2 separate regions of the Callithrix jacchus genome follow, and region 1 is linked to region 2. A link is a contact called in public Hi-C data. All regions are on one chromosome and are shown on one strand. The core of a region is the stretch at or near the end of the contact, and the rest is flanking DNA. Distances in the headings are between cores, read along the strand shown.

Region 1 (6,925 bases), core at 1,550-4,049, 88 kb after region 2:
GCTGGGATTACAGGCACCCACCACTGCACCCAGCTAATTTTTGTATTTTTAGTAGAGATAGAGTTTTACCATCTTGGCCAGACTGGTCTCAAACTCCTGAACCTTGTGATCCACCTGCCTCGGCTCCCAAAGTCCTGGGATTACAGGCCTGAACCACCGGCCCCCACCCCACCCCCATTTTTTTTAAGAGATATAGTCGTCCAGGATGGGCTCAAGTGATCCTCCCATCTCAGCCTCCCAAGTAGCTGGGACTATAGGCATGAACCACTGTGATTGGCTAATTTTTTTTTTTTTTTTTTTTGTAGAGACAGGGGTCTGGCTGTATTGCTCAGGATGGTCTCAAACTCCTGGCCTTAAGCAATCCTCCCAAAGTACTCGGATTATAAGCATGAACCTCCACAACCAGCCCCTAGACACTCCTGGAGACCAGTTCGCCTCAAAGCCAGGGAACAATCACAAATTTTTCATGCCATGCCCTCCCCAAACCCCTAGGGGGTCTTATTTTCCTCCACTATAGGATGGAGTATTCCTACCCAACCAGAAGATGAGGTATTCCTACACAGCCCTTTGTGGGCTCTTCTGTCTTGCGTTCAAAGTGATGAAAGAGGAGGAGGCTACCGACCATCCTTATCTGGTGCCAGATACCCTCTGGCTGATGGATGATGGAGAGTCAAATGGTACGTGACCCTGTTGTACCCCAAGAACCCAAGGACTCGGCCCTGGGTCCCAGTCTCAGTATCCCTCCTCTACCATTACCACTGGCATCTCTGCTCCAACATTAGCGACTTTCTCCACCAGGACCCCACTTCCCAGATGTGTTGGGTGCCAGGCTGGCATTTCTCCTAGAATTTTTTCTGCTGACCCATCTCTCCCTACCCAGGGGCAGGAGGGGCAGAGAGGCCCAAGGCCCAGACCCCTGGGGTCCACCTCCTTCCTGTTTTCCTTATATCCTGCTTGCCTCCGCTAACAAGCTGCAGAGGATTGAGGAAGTGGAGGGTTTGGGACCCAGGACAGGAAGCTTGGGGCTGGAGTCCCAGCATCCGGACTGCAACAATGGAAGCTTCAAGAACCAGGAAAGAGACAGAAACAGACAGAGGCACAGAAGAGCAAAACAGAGTTAGAGAGGGAATGAGAAACAGAGGCATAGATACAGAAAGGCAGACAAACAGATTCCCAAAGAAACAGAGAAAGACAAAAACAGGAACAGAGACACAGAGAAAGAGCAACAGAAAAAGAGGGAGAGAAGCAGAGCAACTGAAACAGAAACACAGAATAAGGTAGAGAAAGAAAGGCGTGATGGGCAGAAGACATTGAGGAATAGAGAACGCATTACTAGTGAAACCAGAGGTTGAGAGACGAATCAGGAAGAAAAAAAGAGCAAGAGAACAAAGGAAAGAGACTGAGAGTCTAAGAAGAAACTGAGAAAGGTTCATTGAGACACAAAGAAAGTGTTAAGAATGAGGGTAGGGCAAGGGCCTTCTCAGAGTCTCTCTCTTTCTGTTTCTCTGCCCTGGCCCCTCATCCCTTTCTCTATTCCCCACCCCACACACATGAGGCTTCTGCAGCTCTAGGCCGGGAGCCAAGATTTTCTGATGCGTCAAATCACACCTGCCTAGAGAAAAGAACAGGAGGCCTGTATAACAAAGCAGGCAGAGATGCCCAGGCCTGGCAGAGGGACTTCTGTCTTCCCATTACTTCTCAAACAGCAAGGTGACATGGCTCTGGGCTTTAGGGAAGGGCAAGTCTAATGCCCCTCACTGCCAAAGTCCCTCAAATTTGTATGTCCCACACCACCAAAGGACCATGTAAAAAGTTCAGGCCCTGGCTCCCCAGACCCCTGGGGTTTCACCCTCGGCCTGGATCAAGAACGGAAAGCTTTTCCCCCTCCCCCATCCTCCCCAACACACACCCCACCACCATCCTCCTGTCCTCTGGCCCTAGACAGCTGACTTAACTGGACCTTAATCTGCCACTCTTGCTCCAGCAGCCAGGTCTCCCACTGGGACACCCTTATCAAATAGACAACCCTTGGAGGTTTGAGATGGAGCGATGGGACAGTCTCCCTTGGTGTTGGCAACAGGCTGCTAGGGACTCGGTAGCAGTCTCCTTTGTGAGCCTGTCCCATGCCAGCTAGGCTCTGCCACGTACCTGCCTTCTCTTCAACTCACAGGGGATTTTAAAGGGCCTTCCAGGGCGGCCGCAATGGAAAGAAGCCGCTGGGAAGGGAGCGCATTCAGGAGGGAATTGGGAGGCCAGGGGTACCTTACCAGAGGGCTGCTGGCTTTGCCGGATGGCCTCGACCTCAGCCAGCTCCATGCACACGCCTTGCCCGAGCATCAGCGTGTGCAGGGGCTTCTCCACCCCCCGGGGCGGGTAGCAGCGCAGGCCCGAGCCGCAGCGGGGGGTGTACACCCCGCAGGGCATCCCCAAGCCCAGGGCGCAAGTAGCACAACAGCCGCAGCCGGGCTCCCGCACCAGCTCAGTGCAGCCCACGGGGGGGCGGCAGCGCGCCAGTTTCTCCTCGGTGCAGGTCGGGCAGTGGATGGCTTCGTCGCCCAGGCTCAGCCTGGGCCCGGCCGCCAGCAGCAGGACGGCCACGAGGCAGAGCGGCAGCATGATCACGCGAAGACTGGGCGCTGGCGCGCGAGCGGGCGGCGGAGGGCACACGGCTGCAGCGCCCGGAGCGCCTGGAGGACCGGACCCGGAGGGCTCGGGGAGATGGGTCGGCCCGGCGGGCGGACGCAGTCGGAACAGGGAAGTCAGCAGGCGGGCGGCGAGGCGACGGGGCCGGGGGCTGAGCGGAGGCCCGGGTCGGCTCCCCCGGACTTTATACTGGTCCCTGGCCACACCCCCAGCGCCTTCCCAGAGGTGGGGGAGCCGGGGCCGGCGACGGGGAGAGGGAGAGGCGGCCGTTAGGGGGAGGGGGCGCTCTCCCGAGTCGCCGCCGCCGCCGCTGCATCTGAAAGCCCTATTCTGCCGAAGAAGGAAGCGGCGCAGTTTGGAAGCCTTGGCAGGCACCCAGAGCGCCTCTGAACCGGAGCCCGGGAGGGGAGGCGAGGGAGAAGGGAAGCCAAGGGGCTGCTGCGTGGCCCCCTCTCCCGACCTCGGAGGAGTCTCGCCCCGCCCCGCCAACGCGGCCTCAGTCTCCCACCGAGAAAGGGACCTCCTAGCCCGGACTCCCAGCCCCTTGGATTCGGTCTCCCTGGGCAGAAGCCTTTCCACCCCACCCCAGTGCTTCCAGTCTCAACCGCTGCAGACCAAGCCTCGTGAGGTGGGGTAAAGCGTACAGGCACTCAGCTAGGGGCACGGAGGGGCCTAGTGGCCCTAAGACGTAACAGGCTCTTTCCCCTTGCCCTTTGCAACCTCTCCCCCCCCCCGGCCCCCCCCCCCCCGCAATCTCCCCAGGGTTCATTTGAGCCCTGGTCCACCCTGCCTTCCCAGGGAGGGAGGGGCTGCCTTGCCTCTTCCTCCTTACTGGACGTTTGCTTCTCAGGTCCACTCAGACCCCCTCCTGCAGGGAGGCAGGCCTGGGAGACTGCCACTTGCAATGTGCACGTTTTTCATTGAACAACTCCAGTGGGGCACCATTCGTGTGGTCATTATATGTTTGTTGAGCTGTTGTGATCATTTCCCAGTGGCAGTGAAGGATTTTGAAGGGCCTGGAGCAGTGGCTCACACCTGTGATCCCAGCACTTTGGAGGCTGAGGCAGGAGAATCACTTGAGCCCAGGAGTTGGAGGCTGCAGTGAGCAAGGATTGTGCAACTGCACTCCAGCCTGGGTGAAAGAAGAAAACTGTCTCTTAAAAAAAAAGGAAGACCAGGAGCAGTGGCTCGCGCCTGTAATCCCAGCACTTTGGGAGGCCAAGGTGGGCAGGTCACATGGTTAGGAATTCAAGACCAGCCTGGCCAAGATGGTGAAACCTCCTCTCTACCAAATTTACACAAAAATTAGCCTGGTGCGGTGGCAGGCACCTGTTTATCCCAGCTACTTGGGAGGCTAAGGCAGGAGAATCGCTTGAACCCCGGGGACAGGGGTTGTTATAGTGAGCACTCCAGCCTGGGAAACAGAGTAAGACTCCATATGAAAAATAAAAAGAAAAGAAAAAGAAGGCCAGCATGGTGGCTCAGACCTGTAATTCCAGCACTTTGGGACACAGGTAGGCAGATCACCTGGGATCAGGAGACCAGCCTGGCCAACATGGTGAAATCCTGTCTCTACTAAAAATACAAACATTAGCCAGGCATGGTGGCGCGTGCCTGTAATCCCAGCTACTTGGGAGGCTGAGGCAGGAAAATCACTTGAACCCTGGGAGGCAGAGGTTACAGTGAGCCGAGATCGCACCACTGTACCTCAGCCTGGGTGAAAGAACAAGACTTTGTCTAAAAAAAAAAGACAAAAAAAATGTTGAGGAAGGTATGCTTTTTTAATTCACCCAGTGTTGCTACTTGGGCTAGTAATGGGCCTGGTTTGACCCTCTGTGAAATTCTACTGATGCCCCTATTACCCCAGCCTTGCCCAATCCTGCCCAAATTGAGAAGAGCCCTGGAGTAGCATTCGGAGCAAAGTTCCATCTCCTAGGTTCTCTCTCGGGCCCCCCTAATTCATATCATCCTCCCCTACAAAGGCTTCTGCTGTGCTAGAGCTGGTTTCAGGATAAGGGTGACTGTCCAGGAATAATCAGTAACCCACCGTGGATTTTTTTTTTTTTTTTTTTTTTTTTTTTGGCTTGGCCTAGAAAGCTGCAGGTCAGCCAAGCTGAAATGCAGTTCAGGGACCCTCTTCCTGCTTCTTCCTCCAGGACAGGGGTCTTTCAGCCTCACAGGGGTTGGGCTACCTCCTACTTTCTCCAAATGCAGACTTCAAGGATGATTGCAGGGAGATTGCAGCCGGACCTGCAGGACAGACCAAAAAGTTGCAAACTAACGGCACCTACTGGCAACCATCAAGACTGCAAAAGGGCTGGAAAGTGACACCCGGGGCCCAGATTCTGGGATTCTCTCCATTCCATCTCACAGATGAAGTGGGGACACTTCTGTCCCACATGCCCTGGAGAAGGGCAAACAGAACCAGCTTCCTCAAGTCCCTGGGGAAGCCCAGCCTGTGCCTGATTCAGAAAACTGCCCCCACGCCATCTCCCTCCTTCATCATCACTAGACCCCATTCTGCCACCAACTTGTGTGAACTTGGAGTTTGACTGACCTCTGCTGTAACATGGAGGTAGATCAACTCTACCCCTCCTGCCTCTTGAAGCTCTTGTGAGAATAAAATGGAATGGAGAAGAATAGTTCTGCTCCCAATGCCAGACATGTACCCTGGTCAGCAAACCCAAGAGGAGTAAAGGTGCCGGAACACAGAGGCAGGAGTGCAGGAGAGGCCGGACAACGCCACACAACGTCCCTGGGATGAAGCATGAGTGCAGGTAAGTGTGGGAAATCTGAAAGGTTGCCAGACGAGACAGATTCCCACACCTCAACCTCAGCCCCTCAATCCATCCTCTGGTGTCCTTCCACCCCTCATCATTGGGTTAATTCCAAGAAGGCAGGAAGATGCGCGGGAAGAGACCTTCCAAGCACCTCCCACCATTCATGCAACACACATTTATTGAACACCTAATACGCTCAGGCTTTATGCTACGTACTAGAGATGCAGAGATGACCAAGATCATGCCCTGCCCTCAAGGAGCTCACTGCTTAATGAGAGAAGATAGTATGTAAATAAAACACATCTGAGAAGTGTGCAGGGGCCCTGGGAGGTGCTCACATGGGGCGCAGTGGAGATCCAGAGCCACAAGTGCTTGGTTCTACAGGCTAAAAGCCTTCCTTAAAGAGATGATCCTGGGGCCAATGACCTTCCACGCTACAGGAATCAGCAAAGTCTTAGCTCCGGATGACCTGGATTCTGACCCCAGCCCTGTCACTGGGCTCACTAGGAAACCTAAAACAAATTACTTGAGCTCTCTGAGCTTCAGGCCCTATCTGGAAAATGAGACTTTGCAGCAAGAACGAGAGAGAGACCTAGCTATTCAGGAGGCTGAAGCAGGAGGGTCCCTTGAGCCCAAGAGTTCAAGACTGCAGCAAGCTGTAAGTGCCACCACACTCCAGCCTGGGTAACAGAGAGAGACCTGGTCTCTTAAAAATAAAAAATAGCTCTCTTCCTTTCTCCACCATCATGATGTGTGCTTGACTCCATATCTCGCCATGTCTTCTCATAGGGCTTTCAGGATTAAGTGATTCCTGGCCAAGAAACAAAAGCAAAATCGTCCATTTCCCAGTGGATTCAGATGAAAACTGGTAATAAAATCAGGTATAACTCCAAAAGGAGACATTGGAGAAGAACCAAGCTGGGTATATAAGAAATCACACATGAGATGGCACACATATTTATGCTGTCTGAAGGTCACAATCATGTTACCAAATCAAGCTGAAAATGTCACCACTCTCTGGAGAATTTTGCACAAAGTTTCCTCTCTGGATCTGTTATGAAGGTGTTGGTTGGCTGAGTCCAGTAATAAATATGTGAGACCTTTCATTTCCAAAAAAAATTTTTTTAAATAGAATTGTTTCTAAAAAAGAGCATGGGGCCGGATGCAGTGGCTCAAGCCTGTAGTCCCAAGCACTTTGGGAAGCCAAGGTGTGTAGATCATGAGGTCAAGAGATCAAGACCATCCTGGCCAACATTGTGAAACCCTGTCTCTACTAAAAATACAAATATTAGCTTGAGGTGGTGGCACAGGCCTGTAGTCCCAGCTACTCCAGGAGGCTGAGGCAGGAGAATCACTTGAACCCAGGAGGTGGAGGTTGCAGTGAGCCGAGATCACGCCACTGCACTCCAGCCTGGTGACAGAGTGAGACTCCATCTCAAAAAAGAAAAAACATGGATTTGGAGTCAGAGGACTTGGGTTCAAGTTGCAACACAGCCGCTTAA
Region 2 (6,514 bases), core at 1,208-3,707:
TGCGTGACTGCATCTCCACACCCTTATCTTGATGTTCCAGGCCTTCCGGGTGGGCCGCCAGCACACCTCTCCACCCCTTCCCGCCTTGGACTCTCCTCCAGCCTGGACTTTCCTGCCTCTTGGCCGTTCATGGGACTCGCTCAGCTCACAGGGCCCTCCCCTCCCTGCTCTCTCCATCCCCTCCTGTGGAACTCCTGCCTCTCTCCAAGCCCCCCGGATGCTATCTTCCCTGGGCAGCACTGCCTGATCCCCGATCGCCCCACTATTTAGACTCTCTCTGTGTTTTCACCACCACCCCCAATCCAGGGCTTATCACTCTGCCCTGGATGGAAATAGCAGCAACAATCATGGGAATAGACATCTCTGTCACCAAAGGCTCCTGCCTCCCCTTGCCTAGCACATGGATTTGACACTGAGATCTGACACTGCCCAGCCAGGGATGACATTTCCCAGCCCCCGTGGCATTAAGATGGGGCCATGTGACTTGTTCTCACCCATGGAATGTGAGCAGAAGTGGCACTTCTGGGCCAAGGCAGTTAAGCAGCTGATGTGCCTTCTCCACTCTCTTCCCCACCCACTAGCTAGAGCCCGATGGCCGAAGTGATCTTGGAAGCTACCAGTTAAAGATGGCAGAGCTAATTAATTAGCATGGTGGCACACACCTAGAGTCCCAGTTTTTTGGGAGGTTGAGGCAGAAGAATCACTTGAACCCGGGAGGTGGAGGCTGCAGTGAGCCAAGATCGCACCACCGCACTCCAGCCTGGGCAACAGAGCGAGACTCCATCTCAAAAAAAGAAAAGAAGGTAGAGCTGTCAGAAGCCTGGTGTCTAGATGAGCCTTACTGCTAACCTGGTATTTTCTGAGACCATCAGAGAGACAAGAAACAAGCTTCCATTGTCTCTAAGCCATCACACATTCTTGGGTCTATTTGTTACACCGGTTAGCGTCTCCTGACCAATACAGGTGGCTATCGATTTACTATATACCAGGAACTGCATGAAGTGTTTTTACTATTATCTCAGTTAATCCTCACAGTACTTCCACAAGGGAGCTACTTTAAAGGCCCTGTTTTATAGATGAGAAAACTGAGGCTTAGAAAGGTTAGGTAACTTGGCCAAAGTGACCAAGTGATAAACTGCATTCTGACCGGAACCAGAGTGTCCCACCACCGACAGTGAGCTTGGTGCATGTCTGATATCCTCCCCAGACCATTGTCACTGGGAAGATCGGAGCGGAAGAAAGATCACACCTTTCCCTCCTGCAGAAACAAGAGTCTGATCTGCACTAGATTTTTTGTTTTGTTTTGCTTTTTTTGAGATGGATTCTCACTATGTCACCCAGGCTGGAGTGCCATGGCACGATCTCCAGTCACTGCAAACTTCACCTCCCAGATTCAGGCGATTCTCCTGCCTCAGCTTCCCGAGTAGCCTGGATTACAGACACCTGCCACCATACTAACTAATTTTTGTATTTTTGGTAGAGACATGGTGAACCATGTTGACCAGGCTGGTCTTGAACTCCTGACCTTAAGTGATCCACCCGCCTTAGCCTCCCAAAGTGCTGGGACTACAGGCATGAGCCACACCACACTAGATATTTTGTAATATCATTACTTTTCAGCTTTCATTTTCCGAGAGCCTGCTAGGTCCTACAGAGTCAGTGGAAGGGGGAGGCACTTCACATATAGGGTTATCATCAGGAGAGCCCTGCCAGGTGGGTATGTACTCTGCTGAGCTAGAAGCAGGCTCTGGGAAGCTCAATGACCTCCCCAAGGTGACCTGCCTGAGTGGCCAAGCATAAAAGAAACTGGGTCTGCCGGGCTCTCGCCTCCACTCTGCTTGCACACTCCACCCCTCCCTTGTCAGGCCACTCTGATCTGGGAGGCAGCTGGAGGATTCCAGCAGAGCAGGGGTGGGGAATGGAGGGGGTAGAGAGAGAGAGAGAGAGAGAGAGGTGTGTGTGTGTGTGTGTGTGTGTGCGCGCACACATGCGCGCACACGCACGCACGTGAGCCCTACATGTGTATATCAATGTTTCACTGCTTCTATCCCTCAGTCTGGTTTTCATTTCTTTAGGGAAGAGGATGCGGCATGAAAGACAAGTGGAAGAAAAGAAAATAGAAAATTCTTCAGGCTAAGGGAATAAAAGGTCAGAAAACATCAAAGTTGATGGAAACTGTGAGTTTCATAGCCAAACCCCTTGGCTTAGTCCAGGAGGAAACTCTAGCCCATAAAAAAAAAAAAGGATTTGCTCAAGGAGTTGGGTTAGAGCCTGCACTTCCAAAACCCCACCAGTGCTTTTTGTACCAAGCCCTCTGCCCCAAAGCCAGGAGAGGATAGGTCACTCACAGTTCATAGCTCAGCTCAGACATCACCCCCTCTCGGCAGCTTTCCTTCCCCCGCCACAGCAGCTCTGCCACTCCTCTGTACTCAGTGGTTTACTCACCTGTCTGCCTCCCCCACTGGACTGTGAGAGGATGGAAACAGATTCTGTCTTGGTCCTCAGACCTCAGGAGACCTGGCACATAGTAAGTACTCAATAAACAACTGTGGGACTGAATGTCCGAATGAGTGAAGGGATGAACCAAATGGTTATACGTGCCATTCTACATAACAATGGCCTCGCGTGCACACAGGGCTTTCATTTTTCAAATCACATTAATCACATTGTCTCAGTAGGACCCAGTGAGAGGCCCCAATGACAAGGAGAATGGTATCAAGCGCACACACATTTACACATGCAGCTCCCCTCCGTGTTTATGTACGTATAAGAGACCCATACACCCATCCATCCCCAGCCAGCAAGAAAGATGCTATGACGTGCTATTTCCTGTTTTGTCTGCAAACGCCGAGGCGTCCTCTATTTTTTCCCCCACCCCGGCGCGCGCGCGCGCGCGCACACACACACACACACACACACACACTTGCGCAGGGCCGGTTTTCCTCCTTAGCTGAAAGAGAGTAAAAGAGAGCCAGCCGTCCACAAGGGGGCATTCAAAGACCATCAAACACAATGTCTCAAAGCCACGACTGCTACCTAAACTTGATCTTGAAGAGAAAAGAAGATCCCAGGGACAACTGAAGAGGCAGGGTGGGGTCTCGCATGGAAACGAGAAGAGGAAGTGGTCAGCCACTGGAGAAGCAGGGCTGATGGAGATGGCGGCTCCGTCTAAATAATAGAAATGGTAATAACCCTCACTCTTCGTATTTACTAAATATTTACCAAGCACTGGTGCCTGGTCTAAGCACTTCACATGTCACGACTGGTTTAATCTTCCTCTCACCTCTGCAAGGTTCAATACTGCTATCATTCTGGCTTTATAGATGAAAAAACAAATGAATCAGAAAAACTGAGTAACTTGCCCAGGGTCACTCAGTGGTGAAGTAGGAATTCAAACCCAGGACCTGTTATCCATAGGTCACACTGTTAAACTACTCTGCTGCCTCGAAGCTGGACTTTCAGACATCCTACTTCTCAGCCCAGGATTCTCTCTGCCGGACTCTACTTCTCACAGATCAAGGCCCTTTTGGGTGGTTGTTGAAGGACCTAGAAGCTGATTTCCTAAGAGTGAATAACGGTGCCCTGAAGCTGACCCCTCATCCGCTATAAACTGTTGATGCTGGGTTGGTGTAGTGCCTTTGGAAAGCAGTAAAGCAATTATTAGCAAAAGGCCTAAAGCTCTTCCTTCCCCTTTGACCCTATAATCTCATTCCTGGGAAATTATTCCAAGGAAATTATCCAAACGGAAGCCAAGTGTTATCTGCATGCATGTGTGCCCTGAAGTCTTTCTTTAAAGGTCAAAAACTGGAAGGACAATAAGGAAGTGGTTTAATACTCGGGCATCATTACAATGGACAGTCCAGCCTGGAAAAGCACAGTTGTGTTAACTGTGATGGGAATGGGCACTCGGAGGATGCTTCTGCTGCACAGTGTATCACCACCACACTCCCACCTCACTAGCCAATTCAACAAATCACGCTTGTCAAGGAGAGAGAAGTCTCTTTGTTCATGCTCAAAATAAACTTAGCCTCTGATGCCCCAAAGGAACAGAAGAGAAGCTTAAATGCAACAAAAACAATAACCTCAATAATTCTTGGGTTTTGAGTTTCCAAGGCCCCAGTTCGTGATGATGTATGACATTTTCTGAGAGTGATTTTGATGATTGGTTATTGATGATTTTCACCTTTCACACTGTTCTTGTGACTAAGCTATCTAATTCTTCATATTAAATTGTGTTAGTGTATCTGGTGTGGTTTCTGGTTTCTGACCAGACCCTGATACATACATAGATCATGGACCCTAACGATACTTTTTCCTTTCTTTCTTTCTTTCTTTTTTTTTATTTTATTTTATTTTATTTTATTTGAAACGGAGTTTTGCTCTCGTTGCCCCGGGCTGCCTCAGCCTCCCGAACAGCTGGGATTACAGGCATGCGCCACCACGCCTGGCTAATTTTGTATTTTTAGTAGAGACGGGGTTTCTCCATGTTAGTCAGGTTGGTCTCTAACTCCCGACCTCAGGTGATCTGCCCACCTCAGCCTCCCAAAGTGCTGGGATTACAGGTGGGAGCCACCACGCCCGGTGATATGTGATTTTTTTTTAAGTGCACAAAATTAGTGCACCCGCCATGATTTCAACTTATACAAATATCTACTTTAGGATGGTACAGGTATGGCTGGTCTTCTCCAAATTATACTTTGTACTAGTCACCTCCTGCTGCATAATAAAGTACCCTAAAGCTCAGTGTCTACAAACAACAACGTTTATCACCTCACAGTTTCTCTGGGTTACAGATCCTGGTGCAGCTTAGCTGAGCCCTCCACTTCAGTACTTCTGCAGGCTGCAATCGAGGTGTCAGCTGAGCCGGAGTCGTCTCAAGGCTCAACTGGGGACCCAACGCCAAGATCACTCAAGCGGCTGCTGCAGTATTCAGTGGACCCTTGGACTCAAGGACCCGATGCCCGTCACTGCCTATGCCCTCTGTTCCTCAGCACGTTGGCCTTTCCCTGGGGCAGCCCCCAACATGGCAGCTGCTTCATCAGAACAAATAAGAAAGAAGTCTTGAAGAGTGCGAGCAGTAGGGGAGTCCCAGTTTTGTAGAGTCTAACCTCAAAAGTGACATTCCTCCACTTTTACCATATTGTATTCATTAGAAGCAAGTGGCCAGGTCCAGCCTCCACTCAGGGGAGGGGATTACACAAAGATGCGTGGTAGGCATACCACATACTGGAACATTTATAGCATCTTCTCAATAACAAAAGGTATTTTCTCAAGTTAACTGTCTGATGTGGAAACTTTCTAAGTCTGTTAGTGAGTGCGCACGCCCATTTCTCACGAGCAACAGCCCCTTCGTCCCCCACCTCCACCAGGCTTTAGTGGGAAGTCCCCGCTGGGTAAGTGAGTGGCTCTTTGCCAGATTGGAGGCGGGATAGGGGGTGAGATGGGGTCAACAAGGGCCAAATGTCAGAGGAGGGAGGCAGCTCAGGACTCGCCTTTGAAAAAGGTTTGGTTGTTGCCCACCCTGGGACATTACCATTGCTTTAGGCTGAATTCTTTTTTTTTTTTTTTTTTTTTTGAGACAGAGTCTTACTCTGTTGCCCAGGCTGGAGTGCAGTGGCCTGATCTCTGCTCAGTATAACCTCCGCCTCCTGAGTTCAAGCAATTCCCCTGCCTCAGCCTCCTGAGTAGCTGGGACTACAGGTGCACGCCATCACGCCCAGCTAATTTTTGTATTTTTAGTAGAGATGGGGTTTCACCATGTTGGCTAGAAGGGTCTCGATCTCTTGACCTCGTGATCCGCCACCTTGGCCTTCCAAAGTTCTGGGATTGCAGGCCTGCGCCACTGAGCCAGGTCTTTAGACTGAATTCTTAACCAGCCCAACCAACAAGGCCTGACCAGATGTGGCTTCACCTACTTTCTCTAAGCTCAACTCACCTTTCTGTTAGCTCTCCATACTCTAACCACAGTGGCCTCTTCTCTGGCCTGAGACAGGCCAGGCTCTTCTTCTCCCATTAAGGCATTTGCTATGCTTTTTCCTGGATCCCTGCTCTGCCCCGCAAAGCCTCACTTGCCTGACTCCTGATGAGCCTTCAGACCCCGACTTGGACAGCACTTCCTTGCAGGGACCTCCCCCGAGCCTACAGACTCAGCCAGGTCCCTGAGCTACAGTGATTCCCCTCCCAGGAGATCTCTGATTCCAACCAGGAATAGCATTTCCAACCAGCCCTTAGGCAATTTTCAAAATAGGGCAAGTTTGGGAGGCACTACCCACTGTCTTCACAAGCTCACATGGCACCCTTCTTTCTCCGGTCCCACTCAGCACACCTAGAGCTGATGAGTTGGTTCTGCTCTCTGGAACCCTTGTGGGCCAAGCCAACATCTGTCCTGCCTGAGCCCCTTAGGGATGAGTAGAGAGGGGGAGAGCAGGCTGGAGGGAGATGAACAGGCACTGCCAGGGCAAAGGTGGGGTGGAGCAAATGAGCACACTGCTGCTGAGATGGGTGGAAGAGAGGC

What was found. Hi-C and Micro-C count contacts between places; a contact is called where the count stands out from the background.
Region 1: a contact with region 2 is called in a Hi-C map of induced pluripotent stem cells, with 3 times the contacts expected there. The contact joins the promoter of IGFBP4 here to the enhancer-like site in region 2. A contact is called at or near these places in 2 of 3 Hi-C or Micro-C datasets (induced pluripotent stem cells and skeletal muscle).

Annotation. Positions count from the first base shown.
Region 1 is chr5:92,830,478-92,837,402 of calJac240_pri, forward strand. IGFBP4 (insulin like growth factor binding protein 4) reads right to left here and starts at 2,800. Exons shown (of 3, transcript XM_035300589.3): 1 at 2,268-2,800. The coding sequence starts at 2,616.
Region 2 is chr5:92,742,739-92,749,252 of calJac240_pri, forward strand. LOC118153776 (a long non-coding RNA gene) reads left to right here. Exons shown (of 3, transcript XR_008481552.2): 2 at 2,076-2,148; 3 at 4,794-5,278. Among named protein-coding and RNA genes, the nearest start is that of TNS4, 29 kb to the right of the region's middle. Within about 2 kb of position 2,458, at least 4 of the 16 cell types and tissues checked have an H3K27ac peak or open chromatin away from gene starts, as enhancers often do.